Linked DNA regions of Mus musculus: region 1 is linked to region 2. The links are chromatin contacts, called in public promoter capture Hi-C maps. All regions are on one chromosome and are shown on one strand. The core of a region is the stretch at or near the end of the contact, and the rest is flanking DNA. Distances in the headings are between cores, read along the strand shown. Region 1 holds the start of Mcat (malonyl CoA:ACP acyltransferase (mitochondrial)). Region 2 holds the start of A4galt (alpha 1,4-galactosyltransferase).

Region 1 (3,034 bases), core at 328-2,827, 300 kb after region 2:
CAGTCCCTTACCCTACTGTGTATTTCTTTCTCTGACACATATCTTCAAATTTTTAAAAAATCTTTTTATGTGCATTGTATTTTAATTACATATATGTCAGTGTGAGGGTGCCAGATCTCCTGTAACTGGAGTTATAGACAGTTGTGAACTGTCATGTGAATGCTGAGAATTGAACCAGGATCCTCTGGAAGAACAGTCAGTGCTCTTAACCACTGAGCAATCTCTCCAGCCTCTCAAAAATTAAAAAAAAAAAAAAAATTATGTGGGGGCTGGTGAGATGGCTCAGCAGGTAAGAGCACTGACTGTTCTTCTGAAGGCCCTGAGGTCAAATTCCAGCAACCACATGGTGGCTCACAACCACCATTAATGAGATCTGACACCCTCTTCTGGTGTGTCTGAAGACAGCTACAGTGTACTTATTTATAATAATAAATAGATCCTTGGGCCAGAGCGAGCAGGGCCAACTGGAGCCAGCAGAGGTCCTAAATTCAATTTTCAACAACCATATGAAGGCTCACAACCATCTGTACAGCTACAGTGTACTCACATACATTAAATAAATAAATAAATCCTTTTTAAAAAATTTATGTGTGTGGCCAGGTGTGGTGGCACATGCCTTTGGTCTCAGCACTTGGTAGGCAGAGGCAAAAGGATCTCCGCGAGTTTGAGGCCAGTATGGTGTACAAAGCGAGTTCAAGATATACAGGGCTGTTACACAGAAAAACCTTGTCTAGAAAAAAACCAAAATAAAGCAATTTATGTGTTTGAATGTTTTGCCTGTTTATATGTTTTGTGCACATGGTGCACATACCTGATACCCGCAGAGGCCATAAAATAGCATCAGATCCCATGGAACTGGAGTTATGGATGGTTGTGAACCTACCACATGAGTGCTAGGAACCGAACCAAGATCCTCTAGCCCAACGCATTCATCTTTAATGTGATATGTTAACTCGGTGCATTAAGTGTGAAGTGTCTGTGTCGTCTAAGATGCAAACTCCCCTGGAGCAGGGATCCTCATTTTGTGCAGTGCGTCTAGAATACTATCAACGAGGACCAGATTGGGGACCAATAAGAACCAGACTGAGGAACCCTGAGACCCAGAAGGCGGGGTCCGGCGCTCGCTCCTCGGCTCACCGCCGGCTGCAGATGATGTAGCTTCTCCACGGCGGCCAGTGAAGCCACAAAGACGGCGGGCTGGCAATGCACTGTGCGGTCCAGGTCCTCCTGGGGCCCCCGCAGGCACAGCTCCAGCAGATCGTAGCCCAGTACCCGGTGCGCGGCCTCGTAGAGCTGCCGCACACGCGGGAGGTGGAGCAGGCCGCTGCCCATGCCGACCGCCTGGCAGCCCTGGCCGGGGAAGAGCAACACGGAGCACTGTGAAGGTGGCCGCCGCCGCGCCACCGCCTCCTGGGCTCCCTCCTCGGCCACGCTGGAGTCCCGCAGCAGCTCCGCCACGTCCACGGCGTCCGGCGGCGGCTCCCGGAGGCTCGAGGCGGCGCGGCGGCCCCAGGAGCGCCAGGCCCACCCGGCCCGAGCTACCCGAGCGCTCATTGCGACGCGCAGAGCCGGTGGTCGTTATCGCTGCGGCTGAGACGCACTGCGGCTGCGCAGCGGGGCGGTCCTTCCTGTATTTCCTGTCGGGTCATCTAGGCAGCCAGTAAAAAAACGTTCCTATGTTACCTACTCATCTTTACCAGCTCTCAAACTATTTGCAGTTGCATGTCGGTCCTGGAGTGGTCCGTGCGTTTCCTTAAACATCTCCAACCAGGAACCGCAGATAGCTTCCATAGTGAGCCTTCAATAGGTATCTACGTACTAAATTGTGCACCACCGTCCAGTAGACCGTGAAAGTGCTGTGGTTGGCTTGGTTTTGCCCATGATTCTGCCAACCGTACTAAGCAAATAGTTCTTGTTGCCTACAAAGCACAGCGAGGTGTCCAAATCATAATAGGAAGCTAGTAAATCTCCGTGCGGTGGAACCAAGTACAAGTCAGATTCGCTTTTTAAATTCCACAGTTTATAGCCGAGTGGTAGTGGCGCACCTTTAATTCCAGCATTTTGAAGGCAGAGGCAGGCGGATCTGAGTTCGAGGCCAGCATCGTCCACAGAGCAGTTCCAGGACAGCCAGGGCTACTCAGAGAAACCCTATCTCAACAAACAAACAAACAAACACATACACACACACACTCAAACAAACATACACACACACACTCAGAGAAGCTCTGTCTCAATAAATAAATAAATCCTCAGTTTACAAACAAGGAGACAAACGTCGTAAAGATTGTGTACTATATGGTTAGTCACAGAATGGCACTGGAAGTTGTGCTTATGCAGTCTCTGAGAGCTATTGTGAGTCTGGGTCACACTGATCCTTACCTGAGCCCTGCACCCCTTTTCCAGAACTCTGATCTGTTCTCATTTCCTGCCAGTCTCTGCTAAGGTGCCCAGGAAATCCATCCCCGCCCCCACCTCAATACTCACCACAGCCTTTACAATGAGAAGATCTATTTGGAGGTATGTCTCAGTTTGCTCTGGCTGGCATACCAATGCCATAGACTTAAGGGCTTAATAATCGAAATTATATGTCAGAGTTCTTGAGGCTGAAAAGTCCAAGATCAAGCTCAGCACTTGCAGATTCAGTGTCTGGAAAGAATCTGTTTCATGGCTTGCAGATAACTAACTCTTCTGTATCCAAACCCGGGTGCCCTAGCCCTAACTCTGTTAGTATACAGGCAGTTCCACTGGCCTTCACTCAGGGACCTAGCAACTGCTTACCTCATTACCGGCCTTAGCCAGCTGTGCCAGGTGTGTTACAGCCACCCCAGCTCTCTCCGTCTTTGCATTCCCTCTTTGTTCAGAATGTTTCCTCTTTCTCTTTCTGCTCCCCCATCTTTGCCTCCCTGTCTACATGGCGATTTCCCTGGCCTCGTTTTCTGAGACCGGTGAACCTGTTCGAGAGCTGCCCACAATAAACCAGCTTTTATACTTTTAATTGGGCTTGAGTTGGATTATTTCATCAGTGGGGAAAAAC
Region 2 (2,894 bases), core at 366-2,865:
TTGGAGACCAGCCTGGTGTATACAGTATTCCAGGGCAGTGAGAGCTACACAGTGAGACCCTGTCTCAAAACAAAGGGTAACAGTATCTAAAAGAACCAAATGCTTTCATTATACAACAAAAACCAGGGCAGTTGAGGCGGCTCAGTAGTAAAGCTGTTACTTGAGGTCATTGAAGGTCTGGACTGCTCCTCGCCTTCCACCTCCACCTCTAAGACCAGGCTGTTTTGGGGTGATATGGTGGGTCACAGTCGCCTCTAGAGATTCAAGCAACCCTGCCCACACCCTGGGATATTCATCACTTCTCCCATGAGTGAACAACCTTTCTCTGGGACTAATCCTTGTCAATATAGACAGCTGCAGAGCCTTAATTGTTTCAAAGAAACAAAGCAAACTCTACAGAATTGTTTAATAGGTCGCAGCGACCCTTGAGCTGTCCAGGCAGGGACCAGCCCTTGAGGCATTGAAGAAGCGTTTTCAAAACAAAACAAACAAACAAATAAAACCGGGAGGCTGAGTTCCTGTGAATTTTTTGGTCTTTCGTTTGAGGACTTTCCTTTATGGGAAAGATTTCTGCTGCTGAATGCCAGAGACTAGGGGAGTGCGAGTGGAGGGCAGCTCTGCTTTATTGGAGTCCCCATTCTTAGGGAGGAGAAAGGTCAAAGAGGGGGTGGAGTGGGGTGACGGGGAGCCGGAGGGTGTCACTTCGGAACCGGCTGGGGTTGCAGCAGCTGGATTGCTATGGATGTGACAGAGTAGAGATGGAAAGGATACTTTTAATCTCCAGCGGGCTAGAGACTCAGTGGACTCTGCCAAGGAGATGAAAAGAACTTCTAGCCCCAGATGACATACGAAGACATTGAGGCAAGGGGGCTCGCCCTAACAGTGAAAAGGAGTGGATAGGGTAAATCTCCCAGGCGCAGCCTCTTCCAACCCTATTCGGCTTCCAGTCCCATACCTCAACTGTTCTCATCGGAAGAAGGGGAGAAGCGCGAGCGTGCTGATCCGGGACCGAGCCCTGGGTCTCGCGACTCCATGCTGGCTTCCCTTGCTCCCCCGCTTTTCCCAGGCTACCCCCTGCACCTGAAGACCCTTCCCGGTGCAGGTCCGAAGCCGGAGCATCCAGAAAGCCCAGAGCCAACTCCCAACCCGAAGCCCTCCCTGCAGCGCGCGGCATTCCATTCCTCTCCGGGATGCGCCCCGCCGCGACCTCCCAGAGCACGCCCAACGTCGCCGAGCAGCGCTTTGGGATCTGGACTTCGGATTCCCAGTCGTCCCCCTCCCCCGTGAACCTCGCCCTCCGAGGGCCTCCTGGGCTGCGGGAAGGAATTGCGGGATCCTAGCCGGCCCCAGACTAGCTCGCGCCGCGCCGCGCTCAACTTCGGGGCGCAGACCGGTGCGGGCGGCAGCTGAGGGACCACGGCGCGGAACTGGTGCCCGCACCATTGTCGCCTGTAGAACAGGTGGCCAGGCGGGGACCCGGGTCCCTGATGTCTTGCAGCTCACCTCCCTTTCCAGCCTAGAACAGGGGCGCCCCGGATCCCAACGAGATCCCCCTGCCCGCTGCCCTGTCCCTGAGATCCAGGTACCTCCGGCTCCCGCGTCGGCGGGCGGCTACTGCGGCCCTGGAGGGCGGTGGCTTGAGCCCAGCGGACAGGAGCGCCGCCCCTCCAGCCCTGGGCGGGGTCTGGCGTTTCTGCCCCACGGGTCCCTCTCCGCCTGCAGCTAGTCCTGTCTAGAAATGGGGGTGGGCACGACCTGAGTCATCAATAGCCAGTAGCCAACAGGTGTGAGCCGCCTCCCGGCCACCCACACCTCACTAGTCACAATCCTATTCTAAACCTTCCGTTTCTCTCTCCAGCCCTTCTGCCCCAGAGCTAGCAATCCTCCTGCCTCAGCCTCCCAAGTCACTCCTCCAAGACAGGGATGAATCCCCTACCCATGGCTCTATTTTTTTCCATTTAACAGATGGAAAAAAAAATAAAAAGCCAGGCTCGAAGCGGTTTGGTTAATTACATAAATGTTGTGCAGTTGAGAAGGGGCGACATCTGAGACTTGAGTCATCCTGACGCCACTGCCCAGCAGCGTCTGTTCCAAGTACTCCTCACTCCCTGCTCTGGCCTGCTGTGACCCAAGGAAGGGCCGGGCCCACGGCATGGTGTTCCCTAGTGGCGATTTCCCCCGCCAGCTCTCCTCTCGGGCTAGATGCCAACGTGCCCTCGCTGCCTGCCCTGCTTCATCTCTCTCACCATACAAACCTGTGTCCAGGCCGCTGAGAAAATGGAAACACCCTATCCCAACCCTGAGAACAGCCTGGGTAAACAGGCTTTGTAAAAGCGAATCTGTGGAAAATTCTCACCCCTTCACCCCACTGCTGACAACTACCTAGCTCTTGGCTATGCCCACCCTTTCTCGTTTTCCAGGAGATCCCCAGCCTCCAGCTGCTAGCCGTTGCTGCTCCTGCCCCTCTTGCCTCTTCGCGGGCCATTCCCATTAGTGCTCATCACTCCCAGGTTTGATTTTTTTGGTTTGGCTTTGCCAGACTGCTTCTCATTCTAGCCCACGGCTTTCTTGTAAACCACAGTGGCCTCAAACTTGTGACAACCCCTCTGGCTTTCGCCTCCCAAATGCTGGGATAACAGACTTTGCTCATCTTAAAACTCAAACAAGGAGCCCTGCCAGCCGTGGTGGTGCATTTCTTTTCAATCCCTGCATTTGGGAGGCAGGCAGGTTTCTGAGAGTTCGAGGCCAGCCTGATTTATATAGAGCTTTTTAGGCCAAGCCAAGGCTACAGAGTATTGGATAATGAATGGTATTGTGTTGAAGACCCTTCCGCAGTTAAGAGCAATTGCTGCTCTTCACGGGGAGCCGAGTTGGATTCCTAAAGCCCACACCAG

Evidence for each region. Capture Hi-C pulls out chosen DNA fragments and counts their contacts.
Region 1: a contact with region 2 is called in a promoter capture Hi-C map of adipose tissue. The contact joins the promoter of Mcat here to the promoter of A4galt in region 2. A contact is called at or near these places in 2 of 484 Hi-C or Micro-C datasets (B cells and embryonic stem cells), 5 of 115 datasets of contacts at active chromatin or transcription factors (bone marrow-derived macrophages, embryonic stem cells, pancreatic cancer cells and 1 more) and 3 of 9 other capture datasets (adipose tissue, liver and pancreatic islet).

The regions. Positions count from the first base shown.
Region 1 is chr15:83,554,134-83,557,167 of GRCm38.p6, forward strand. It overlaps Mcat (malonyl CoA:ACP acyltransferase (mitochondrial)), which reads right to left and starts at 1,578. Exons shown (of 4, transcript NM_001030014.2): 1 at 1,138-1,578. The coding sequence starts at 1,554.
Region 2 is chr15:83,250,114-83,253,007 of GRCm38.p6, forward strand. It overlaps A4galt (alpha 1,4-galactosyltransferase), which reads right to left and starts at 1,616. Exons shown (of 3, transcript NM_001004150.4): 1 at 1,587-1,616.